Linked DNA regions of Rattus norvegicus: region 2 is linked to region 1. The links are chromatin contacts, called in public Hi-C maps. All regions are on one chromosome and are shown on one strand. Each heading gives the region's core, a stretch centred on a gene start, on an enhancer-like site or on the middle of the called end of the contact. The rest is flanking DNA. Distances are from core to core; before and after follow the strand shown. Region 1 overlaps Marchf3 (membrane associated ring-CH-type finger 3). Region 2 holds the start of Marchf3 (membrane associated ring-CH-type finger 3).

The links. A called contact is a pair of places that touch in the nucleus more often than the background predicts.
Region 2: a Hi-C map of liver shows a contact between it and region 1, with 1.9 times the contacts expected there. The contact joins the promoter of Marchf3 here to the enhancer-like site in region 1. A contact is called at or near these places in 2 of 12 Hi-C or Micro-C datasets (kidney and liver).

What each region holds. Positions count from the first base shown.
Region 1 is chr18:52,524,228-52,530,186 of GRCr8, reverse strand. All of the region lies in intron 1 of Marchf3 (membrane associated ring-CH-type finger 3), which reads left to right. It also overlaps the pseudogene LOC134483030. Among named protein-coding and RNA genes, the nearest start is that of Marchf3, 60 kb to the left of the region's middle. Within about 2 kb of position 2,621, at least 1 of the 93 cell types and tissues checked has an H3K27ac peak or open chromatin away from gene starts, as enhancers often do. A contact at or near this core is called in liver, where this site is marked.
Region 2 is chr18:52,585,056-52,591,014 of GRCr8, reverse strand. Marchf3 (membrane associated ring-CH-type finger 3) reads left to right here and starts at 3,718. Exons shown (of 5, transcript NM_001007759.1): 1 at 3,718-3,902.

The DNA of each region.
Region 1 (5,959 bases), core at 1,372-3,871:
GAAGTTTAGAAAGGCTTGCTATATAGAACTGGGTTTTCTTCTTAAAAACAAACGATCCACTTCCCTCCAAACATGATTAGTTGACTTCAAGTCTAGCTAACTCTAACAGCTTAAATGTGTCTTCTCACAGCAGCCTGTCATATCTCTCTGCTCTTTTTTCATTGATGTATGTTCCTTGTGCATCGTGCTTAGTTACATAAAGGCAGTTTCACATCATGTATTTTTTTAACATTTCACTCCTCCGTACGCCTTCCTTTCTTCCATATGTACAAACACTTTCCTAACCCTATGGTTTTACGTTTCTATGTAAGAACCTAGGATCCACAAATGAGAGAAAATATCTGATATTTGTCTTTGCCCAATCTGGCCCATTTCAATGTTCTCTGGTTGTATCCCTTTTCCAACAACATCATCTCCCTGTTCTTTATGACTAAACAAAACCCCATTGCATTTATATCCCATCCTCTGTGTATCTGATGACAGACAACGAGGCTAATTCCCTGACTTGGCTCTTAGGCCTGCACTTATGTGCAGGTCTTTCTGGAACATTCACAGCAGTGGTACCTCTGCTGACTCATATGGAAGTTCTGTTCTGGTTTTTTGTAGGAACCACCAAACAGATTTTCACAGTAACTGAAGAAATTTGCATTCCAGTAGCAGTTCATAAGGCTTCCCTTTTTCCCACATCCTGCCCAGTATAGGCTGTTATCTCTTTTCTTTAGGAAAGACATTCTGCCTGGGGTGAGATGGAATCTCAGAATCGTTTTAAAATGCATTTTTCTGATGGCTAAGAATATTGAACTGTCTTTGTTATGTTTATTGGCCTTTTGTGCCTTGTATTTTGAGAATTGCTCATGCATTTCATTGGCCATTTGTAGGTTGGGTTGTGTGGTTCTTTGATGTTTAGATTTTTTAAATTCTTTTTATATTCTAATTATTAATCCTTTGACAAGTACATTGCAAACACCTCCCCCTTTTTCAGACTTTCTCTTCACGGGACTGTTCCCACATGTCAGTGTTTGATATTATTTCCCGAGTTGTTGGTGCTCTTTTCAGAAGACCCTGTGCCAATGCCTGTATCTCCAAGTGTTTTCCCTGAACAATTTCAGCAGTTCTGGTATTGCAAGTGTATGTTTTTGGCTTCTTTGTCAAGAATCAGGATGCTATACCTGTATGGGTTTAATTCTGCCATTTTCTGTCCCATTCCACTCATCTGATGTCTCTTTTCATGCCAGTGCCACACTGTTGGTTTTTTTTATTATTATTATTAAAATCAGGAATAATAATACCTTCAACCGTTATTCTTTTTCTTAGACTTTCTCCTGTTTTTTTAACTCCTCAACTTACCAATGAAATAAATTTCTTACTTACCTTTCTTCACTCAAGCAAACTTGGTCCTCAGTCTGCATCATGTAAGCTATGAAGGCCCTGATTCTTACTGATCTCTGCCATGGCCAGTTTGTAAGAGGCAGAAGCATGACTTAACATTTTGTTCTCAGGTTTAAGCTCTAATCTTAGAAATAACAGAGACCAGAAAATCAAGTTCTTACCTAACTTTTTTAGTTAATAGAAAGTAAAGGTGGGAGAATAAATGTAGATTGTTCTAGACATTTTTTTGAAAGTCACTTTTTCCAGCTGGCAGCCACCCTGGGACTGATAAAATTTCTTTGCAGACCATCAAAATATCACTTTGGCTCTATCTTTCAAAGTCACATCTCTCAGAATCTCATTTGGCCACAGGTCAAATACATTACCTCAAAAACAAAAGATGTTCCTGAATAGTCTTCTTAACTACAGCCAATGTCCACACAGATTGAGCAAGATCAAATAAAAACACAGAAAAATAAATAGTAGTTATATAATCCATACTAATATTCTTGAAATCAAGATACTCTCGTGCATCACCAAAAATCTGGACTCTGTACACTGAAATGAGACTCTCAGTGACTAGGAATTTGAAGCAAACTACACTTACAGCCTTTGACCCTCTTAGTGCACTGTTATTTGTTACCAAGCAGGTTCAGGGAGCACAAGGGTGAGAGGATCCCTGTATTTAAAATAGGGCTCCTTCATGTATGACCACCAGTAGCAGAAGTGCCCGGAAGCCCACTGGCAATGTCAATTGATGGCCCTGTCTCGACAGTCCACAGTAGAATCTCTAGAAGAGTCTGTTCTACAAACTCTTACGACGGTTTGGATCCTCACTGCAGTCTGAGATCCTAACTCTGCATCCCTGGGACAAACTGTCAACCAGCAATTGATGGCTAGGGCTTCTGCTTAGTTTTTCTGCCAGTGACCAAAGGATCACTGTCCCTTCTATCATCCCTTGGCCAGACCCTACCTGTGGACTTTCTCTCTCTCTTCTCCGAATTTCCCAAGCTATGGATCAGGAAAACTATGGGGCATCACACACTGAGCCGGCCTAAGAGAACACTGTGTTTTTAGACTTGGAACTGTAATGAGCTTCTCTTCAGCATGTTTGATACTTTATTGGTGTGAAGAATTGATCTCAGCATTGATATATTTATTATGATTACAGAATTAGCTGTGGGCCTCTGTGAATACCTCAGCCATCTGCCAAGAGAGAGAAAACAAAAACAGAAACAGAAACCAAAAGGGGAGGGAAGGGCCTCTTATCACTGAGCATGCCTATTGCAAAACTGCACCTGAGTTCACATTCTTTTCTTCTTCCAAACTCTTGTCAAAATTCACTCACTCCCTTCCCAAACTTCTTCTGCCTGAGACGTACATGTGAATCCTTTAAAAAATTTTAGATGCACCAGATGTAAATGTAAAAGCTAAAAGGATAAAATTCTTGAAGAATTCAGGTGTGAATCTTCATTATCTTCCATCAATGATTTCTTAGACAGATCTCCCGTAGCATGAGCTATGGGAAAAAATAATTAAATCTAAAACTTTTGTGTTTCAATGAACACAAGCAAGATAAAAATAGGAACAGAGCTGCGGGGAAGAAGAAAATATTTGTAGAGCTGAAAGGAGTCTAATATCCAGAACATATAAAACACACACACACACACACACACACACACACACACACACACACACACACACATTTGTAACTCTAAGAAAACCTAATGCAACTAAAAACTGTCAAAGATTTAAAAGAACAAAAACAAAGACAAAAGACAAAAATAAATGAACAAACAAATTACAGGAGCTTCATATCCAGCCCTAGCTAACCTGAAACTCATTGTATAGACCATACTGGCCTTGAACTTTCAGCAATCCTTCTGTGTCTGCCTCCCAGATCCAGGGATTAAAAAGCAACACACCACATAGAGTCAAAATAGTTAGCAAATGGGAGCAAAGACTTCAGCATCACCCCCTCCCCCCCCTAGGCATGGAAGCACTATGACGCTCTTAAGCTAAGGGAAAGAAGCCACACAGAAAAAGCTGCCTATTCCACAGTCACATGCACATGTAATGGTCAGAGTAGGCAAAGCCACAGAGGCGAAGTTGATCAGTAATTGCCAGCGGCTGTGGAGTAGGGTCTAAACGCCTTCTGGTGAATGCATGGCTTTCTTTGGAGCTGTGATAGTATCTTAGAATTGGTTGATGATGACTTCACAACATTGTGAAGTAAACAGAACTCTATACTGTAAGGAAGTGAATTTCATGGTTTATAAATTATATATGAATTATTTAAAGCCCTGGCTTTTCTCACTCTACCTCAGATGGCAAAGGATTGGCAAAGGGTTAAATATTCTGAAGCCATGTGATGAGCTGGTGGTTCATTATACTATTTTCTCCACTTCTGTCTTATGTATGCATATTTCTATAATTTTAAAATCGTGAGTGAAGCCCACAGAGTTGGATATTAAAATTTCCAAGGATAGAAGCCAGGCATCTATCATCTTGTTTGCTAACAGCTTGTTTCCAGGGGCGTTAGTGTTTGTGGTTGAAAACAAGGTCTTGACATTTAGCTCCGTCTGGCCTGGAATTCACTATGCAGCCTAGCCTGACCTCCAACCCATCCTCCTGTCCCCAGCATGAGTACCAAAGTCACTGGCATGTACTACCATATCCAGCTTCCACATCCAGCTTCTAGTTTATTCTTTTGAAATCATCAATTGCAAGTTTGAAAGTCAGTTGTCAGGGACTGGTATTAGGTATCTGTAACCATGATTCTCTTAGCAGGTTTGAAGAGAAGAAAGCAGCTGTCCTAGGGAAACTAGAAGGTAAATAAGAAGGACAAACAGACAGCCCTTACAGCTCAACAAGAGAGACAGCAGAAAGAAGTGAGATACAAACACGAGAGTTTTGAAACATCATTATTCTGGGGCCACTCGACTGGAAACTGTATACCCTAACAGACTTGGAAGCCAGCACCATTCACAGAGTTATGTCAGTTTTCTACCCATAGTAGTGACCTGGAAACATTCCGAAAGGAATACATTATGTTTTTTAAAATGCCACTTAACAGAGGAATGGATACAGAAAATGTGGTACATCTACACAATGGAATATTACTCAGCTATCAAAAACAACGAGTCTATGAAATTCGTAGGCAAATGGTTGGAACTGGAAAATATCATCCTGAGTGAGCTAACCCAATCACAGAAAGACATACATGGTATGCACTCATTGATAAGTGGCTATTAGCCCAAATGCTTGAATTACCCTAGATCCCTAGAACAAAGGAAACTCAAGACGGATGATCAAAATGTGAATGCTTCACTCCTTCTTTAAATGAGGAAAAAGAATACCCTTGGCTGGGAAGGGAGAGGCAAAGATTAAAACAGAGACTGAAGGAACACCCATTCAGAGCCTGCCCCACATGTGGCCCATACATATACAGCCACCCAATTAGAAAAGATGGATGAAGCAAAGAAGTGCAGACCGACAGGAGCCGGATGTAGATCGCTCCTGAGAGACACAGCCAGAATACAGCAAATACAGAGGCGAATGCCAGCAGCAAACCACTGAACTGAGAATAGGTCCCCTATTGAAGGAATCAGAGAAAGAACTGGAAGAGCTTGAAGGGGCTCGAGACCCCAAAAGTACAACAATGCCAAGCAACCAGAGCTTCCAGGGACTAAGCCACTACCTAAAGACTATACATGGACTGACCCTGGACTCTGACCCCATAGGTAGCAATGAATATCCTAGTAAGAGCACCAGTGGAAGGGGAAGCCCTGGGTCCTGCTAAGACTGAACCCCCAGTGAACTAGTCTATGGGGGGAGGGCGGCAATGGGGGGAGGGTTGGGAGGGGAACACCCATAAGGAAGGGGAGGGGGGAGGGGGATGTTTGCCCGGAAACCGGGAAAGGGAATAACACTCGAAATGTATATAAGAAATACTCAAGTTACCCCCAGTGAACTAGACTATGGGGGGAGGGCGGCAATGGGGGGAGGGTTGGGAGGGGAACACCCATAAGGAAAGGGAGGGGGGAGGGGGATTTTGCCCGGAAACCGGGAAAGGGAATAACACTTGAAATGTATATAAGAAATACTCAAGTTAATAATAAAAAAAAAAAAAAAAAGAAAAGCTAAAAAAAAAAAAAAAAAAAAAAAAAAAAAAAAAAAAGAAATACTCAAGTTAATAAAAAAAAAAAAAAATGCCACTTAAGCAAATGGAAGCAAACAATATTTTTAGAAAATAGCATTTTTAAAATGTTACATATTTTAAAACCTCACTTACCTAGGAAATCTTACTTAGAGGTAATTTTACTTACAAATCTTTAATAACTTTATTTTTGTCTTCCATTTTTTTTCTGCTTGATGTTTGGTTTTTTATGATTTATCTTATTGTATGTGTATGTGGTTTTTTATGATTTATCTTATTGTATGTGTATGGGTGTTTTCTTCACGTCACCTGTCTGTGCCTGGTGCTGAAGGAGGCATTGGATTCCCTGACTGGAGTGACAGGCAGGACGAGCCATCATGCGGTACTAAGAATCAAACTGAGGTCCTCTGCAGGAACACATGCTCTTAACTG
Region 2 (5,959 bases), core at 2,469-4,968, 60 kb before region 1:
TATTCCATGTTTGTTTTGGTGGGAGAATTGGGCTCCGATGATGGCATGTAGTCTTGGTTTCTGTTGCTTGGGTTCCTGCGCTTGCCTCTCGCCATCAGATTATCTCTAGTGTTACTTTGTTCTGCTATTTCTGACAGTGGCTAGACTGTCCTATAAGCCTGTGTGTCAGGAGTGCTGTAGACCTGTTTTCCTCTCTTTCAGTCAGTTATGGGGACAGAGTGTTCTGCTTTCGGGCGTGTAGTTTTTCCTCTCTACAGGTCTTCAGCTGTTCCTGTGGGCCTGTGTCTTGAGTTCACCAGGCAGCTTTCTTGCAGCAGAAAATTTGGTCTTACCTGTGGTCCCGAGGCTCAGGTTTGCTCGTGGGGTGCTGCCCAGGGGCTCTCTGCAGCGGCAGCAACCAGGAAGACCTGTGCCGCCCCTTCCGGGAGCTTCAGTGCACCAGGGTTCCAGATGGTCTTTGGCTTTTTCCTCTGGCGTCCGAGATGTGTGTGCAGGGAGCAGTCTCTTCTGGTTTCCCAGGCTTGTCTGCCTCTCTGAAGGTTTAGCTCTCCCTCCCACGGGATTTGGGTGCAGAGAACTGTTTATCCGGTCTGTTTCCTTCAGGGTCCGGCGGTGTCTCTGGCAGGGGTCCTGCCGCTCCCCCACGGGAGCCCAGAGGCCTTATACAGTTTCCTCTTGGGCCAGGGATGTGGGCAGGGGTGAGCAGTGTTGGTGGTCTCTTCCGCTCTGCAGCCTCAGGAGTGCCCACCTGACCAGGCGGTTGGGTCTCTCTCTCACCGGGTCTGGGAGCAGAGAGCTGCTGCGGGCCGGGATCCGCGGGTGTGGGACTTCCGGTAAACACAGAACGTGCCCGGTCCTAGAGAAATTCTGCTTCCGTGTGTCCCAAGCTCACCAGGCAGCTTTCTTGCAGCAGAAAATTTGGTCTTACCTGTGGTCCCGAGGCTCAGGTTCGCTCGTGGGGTGCTGCCCAGGGGCTCTCTGCAGCGGCAGCAACCAGGAAGCAATTTTTAATTTTTTAATACTACAACCGTGTGTGTGCATGTGCATGTGCACGTGTGCACTCTCACACACGCATCATGCTACACATGTGGAGGTAAGAAGTCAATTTGAGGGGAGTCAGTTCTATTCTCCTATGGGGAGCCCAGGGACAGATCTCAGGTATTCAGGCTTAGTAGCAAAATACTCTTTACTGTCTGAGCCAGCCAACCAGCCAAAAGATGGTTTTAAAATAACAATTAGCACCTGTGAAAAACCCTCCCAGGGTGTGATCATGATGAGCACTGATAGCCAACTTCTCTAGTTACATCATAAGTGTGAATGGAAAAAGTCCAAAGAAATACTCTTCTTCCATGGGCACATCCTGATTATCCCAGTCAAAGATGATGTTTCCTGACAGCCCTCAGCGAAGGGGCTTCCAGAGAATCGTGAAAGCAAACAGAAGAGCATGGGCTTAAAAGAGAGATTGAAATTCTCCTGCTTGCTGTAGTTTGGATCCAAGACACACAGGTTGGAGGATTGGTTCCCAGCCTGTGGCACTCTCAGGAGGTTGCGAACACTTTAGGAAGTAGGGCCCACTGAAAGGACACTGCAGTGTTTCCATCCGTCTCCCTTCTCTGCCAGGCCCCCTATACTTGGTTACCATTGAAGTGTGCAGTGGTGTTCTACCTAGGGCTTCCACCATGAAGCACCATGCTGCCATCGGCCCGAAGAGGTCAAGAGACCATGAACTCTAACTGTAAGCCAGGACAACACTTCCTTGGGTATTTTGTCTCAGGGAGGAAATCTGACTGATGTACCACTAGAACCAGGAGTAGTCTTCCGAACCTCCTTCTCTGATTCCTCCAGACCTGTCCTCACCCCAGTCCCACTCCGTCCCAGCATGAACAGAGATTCATATGTTCTCTTCGCTTTATCTACCTCTAAATTTTTGTAGGCAAAGCCGTTCCCCTTAGTCACTCCACAGCTTCAAGTGATTGTTGGAATTGAATCTTTCTTATCTGTACCAGTCTTTTGGTTCAGTAAGCAAGACAGAACTTAATGTGCAGGTTTGACATTACTAATTTTTACAGCTTGTTAAGGGCTATATGGGTCCCATTTTTCCCCTTCTGACAACAAGAGGCCTATGGACCTCTTTCCACAGAGTTAAACCAAACCCATGCCAGAGCTCACCTAAGAGTTGCAGCTTTCTCAGCTACTGGTGCTGTTTCATTCCTTGCCAGATGAAAGCTGGCCTTTTACCTTCCTTCTCCCTGGTGACCTCATCAGAGGCTTCTCCTGAGACATGAGCTATAAAGGAGAAAGTTGTGGAAGCCAGATGGCCATTGAAATTATACCTGCAGCTCTCTCACACATGAATAGTCATCTGTACTGAAAGACTACGTAGTTCCTTAGAGTTTCTCAGAGCTGAGACAGTGATCTGAAGTGCCTGGATTGGAAGCAAGAGTGTGGAGGTGGGGGACACGTGAGTGGCAGACCATCAGGAAGTTTGGCCCCTTTCCTATACTGTTGTGCATTCCTGTTAATACAAGTTGGATGCACAACAAGTACAGGTCTAGGCACAGATTGGATCTGCCTACCCTAAGAAGACAGTCTAGGACATGCTCATATTCTAAGCCTTAGTTAGACAGCAATACTCTTTGATTCGTGTGCGTGTGTGTGTGTGTGTGTGTGTGTGTGTGTGTGTGTATGTGTGTGTGTGTGTGTGTGTGGTGTAGTCTTAAAACCTGACTAAAAAGACTATTCTGGCAAGACTGAATGAAGCAGGGGAAAGCCAACAGTGGTCTAAAGGCTCCCAGTGCACTCCTAACTACCAGCTATGAGCCGCTTCATGCCTTCATCCTAATCAAGGTTTTCCAAAGGGGAGAGAGGGAAATGGAGAGTCCGACGGATCTGGCCTGCTCTGCGGTTTTCTGTCCAAGAAGACGGATAGTTTTGGCTTCTCGATATTCCTGGAGGACCAAGCAGACAGCCACAGAACCCACTGTGGCGGATGGGAAGTGCATGGGACGCCTTTGGGCATGAGAAGGCTTTTGCTAAAGGTCCCTAACCTTGTGGAAGGAAAAGGAGAGTCCTGCTTTGTACTTTCCCGGAGGTTGGCTGAGCCAGAGTTCTTGTTTCAAAGACAACCGCCAAATCGAGCTTAGAACCGTTTCCAGTGTAGTTGGACCCTTGAGACGCAGACTGTGTGAGTACTCAGAATCCTCCGGTGGCTGGGGCGCCTTTGGGGCCAAGTTCCTCGCTTCCTATTGGTATGAGGTACGAGTGTTGCTCTCCACAGCGTGCCCACTCGCGACGGCTCTGGGAACTCCTACAGTCTGTCAGCAAGAGCCTTTCCTGGTCGCAGCCTCGTTCCCGGGGCGTTCGGGTCCCACTGCATCAGACCACGCAGGAGCTGCCAGACGCCACCGCCGCCGCCGCCGCCACCGCACTTCACAACTGCCAACTTGCGGGCAGCTAGAGCGTCTCCGGGCCAACGCTCACCAGCAAGCGATTGGACACCGAGTAGGGGGCAGGACGACGCGCTATGCACCTCCCACAGCCTCCAAGGATCCTGGTGCCCTGACTATTGGCTATGGCCTCCGCCAGTCAAACACTAGTAGCCGCCCCGCCTTATAGGGGCTGGCTCAAGACTGGCCCCGCCCCAGGGCTCCGCCCCCTTCGGAGCCTAGTCAGCTCTGCGCGGTGTTCCGCCTCATTCGCTGAGCGGGTCCGTATATTGTCAGCGCGCTCTGGGCGACTGCTGAGCCAGGCGACCGCCGAGCTTGCGGCGATCCCCGTCAGGTGCCCAGTAAAGCCAATGCGCCCAGGTCCGGCGGGGCAAGAGCAGCCGGCGGTTCCGGGCAACTTGGGACTGAGGATCTGCAGCAGGGGCGTGGATTTGGCGTCTGGACTGGGCCAGGAGGGTGAGTGGCCGCGCCGTGAAAGCGGCTCCCCTGCGCCGTGTTGCCAGAGAGCCGAAGACCGCCTTGGTGCTGGTGGGTGGGAGCGTGGGGCTGTGGGAGGGCAAGGCAAGGCAGGGGACACTTACTCTCTGTCAGCGTCCGGGCTCCCGAACTTCTCATTTTCAAAGCATCCCAACTCGGCCCAGAACGTGACTATGCGTCGGAACCGACTTGGCGTTGGTGGTTGCCACCCTTAAGTCCCAGACGCGCCCCTGCCCCTCTGCGGCGGCGACACGACGCGCGGGGACACCTCGGTGCGCGCACAGCAGTTCCTAGATGGCTGCGAGTGGTTCCTAAACATTAACCGGCGCCCGAGCCGGCGTGCGCAGCAAGCGCTGGTCGCGTTCCGACTGAGAACTGGAGGGACCCGCTGGGGACAGTAGCAGGCCTCTTCCGTACTCTTGCTGATCCGACGAAAATGACAGCGGTGCTGAACGCTAAACTTTGGGAAGTAATTGCTTCCTGTCAGCCTTTGAATGTGCGCCCCTCTTCCTGGGTTGCTCAGATCTCCGCATCTGCCACCAGGTGTGTCTGAGGAACTTGGTTAGGACCAGCAGGGAGCCTAGAGGCGAACACCAGGCTGGGTGTTCTCAGCCTGGTTTGGTGGTGTTCCTTAAAGCACCTGCGTGTTTTTTAAGTGATGAAGTTGTAGCAAGAACTGACAACTGAGGATTCAAGGTTAGACCTGACACTTTGTGGCTAAGCGTGGGTTACATCCCCCCCACACACACACACCCTCCCTTTCCTCTTTCCTCTCGTAATAAATGCAGCTTGATTTTTCTGAGTGCAGTTGCATGCAGCTTATATTCTGTATGGACTAAATAGAATTCAGTGCAATATTGTCTTGCCATTCTTATTTGATATGAGTGAGAGCCTATTAAGAAGACTATGGAGAGTTAGCTCTGGTGTTGGGAATAGTTCTGTCTTTCAAAATATATAAAACGTTGATTTTTTTTATAGTAGCTGCGGATGTACAAGCGAATATATCTGAGGGTGTGTGTGTCTATGTGTGGGACTGATAGGGGCGTGAGGTAGAAATATATAGAGGATTAACTCAGCCTTGAACTTCCTCTGGATTGTAGAGATGAACCCTCTTAGCTATAAGGTATCTAATCCTGTATGTGTAAGCATATCTGAATCTAGTCTGGTCTGTCTGGGTCAGTATATGTCCGTGAACTTTACGAGCACTCAGTTCAATACCACTCAGTACAGATTCTGCGTTCCTGTTTTACAGCCCAGCCGCCGCCGCCAGCCAGCCCATCTGTTAAAACATAGCATGTACACTTCAGCCAGAACACTGGGGTGGATAGTGGGTAGGGGGCAACCCTTAGGAAAACAACCCGCTACAAACAAAGCCTTTCGCTTGACTTCTATTTTCATCTATTATTTTGGCCGGAACTTACAGTTTTAATGAGGGAGATGCAGGGAATGGTGCCTCTTAGAAGGGGGAGTGTATTTTCTGATATAATTGTACCCATAATTTGAGGAGGGGCAATTATAGAAGAAAAAACACAATCCCCGAGAGCGTTTTTAGTGATTCTTAGTTAACCTACAGCAAGGCTGATTTGCATCTTTGCAGTAACATGTATATCTCACAAACTGGTGGGTTTGGTTTTTTTGTTTGTTTGTTTGTTTGTTTGTTTGTTTGTTTGCTTCAGAGAATGCACTAAAAATAGTTTTGAGCACACACAGTTTAATAGAAGTAAATAGAACTTTATTGCCAAGGCTGAAGTTAAGATTGCGTTAGTAATCCTAATGAAGCACGCCTTTAGGAATTTATACCCTGGAATAAGTTCATATTTGGTCTAATCACTAGTAACAATGGCTCACAATGTGTAGTTTTAAAATAATAAAAAGGCTTTATCGTAAAATTTCTGATGACTAAAAAGGTATGGGAGGAGTATTATTATAACAGCTTGTTAAGTTCCTGCTGGCAAGTGACTGATACTTTAAAAAGCTATAAATTCCTTTAATAGTATAGTTACTTTTAATAACAATAGGGACAACACCTTCAAGAA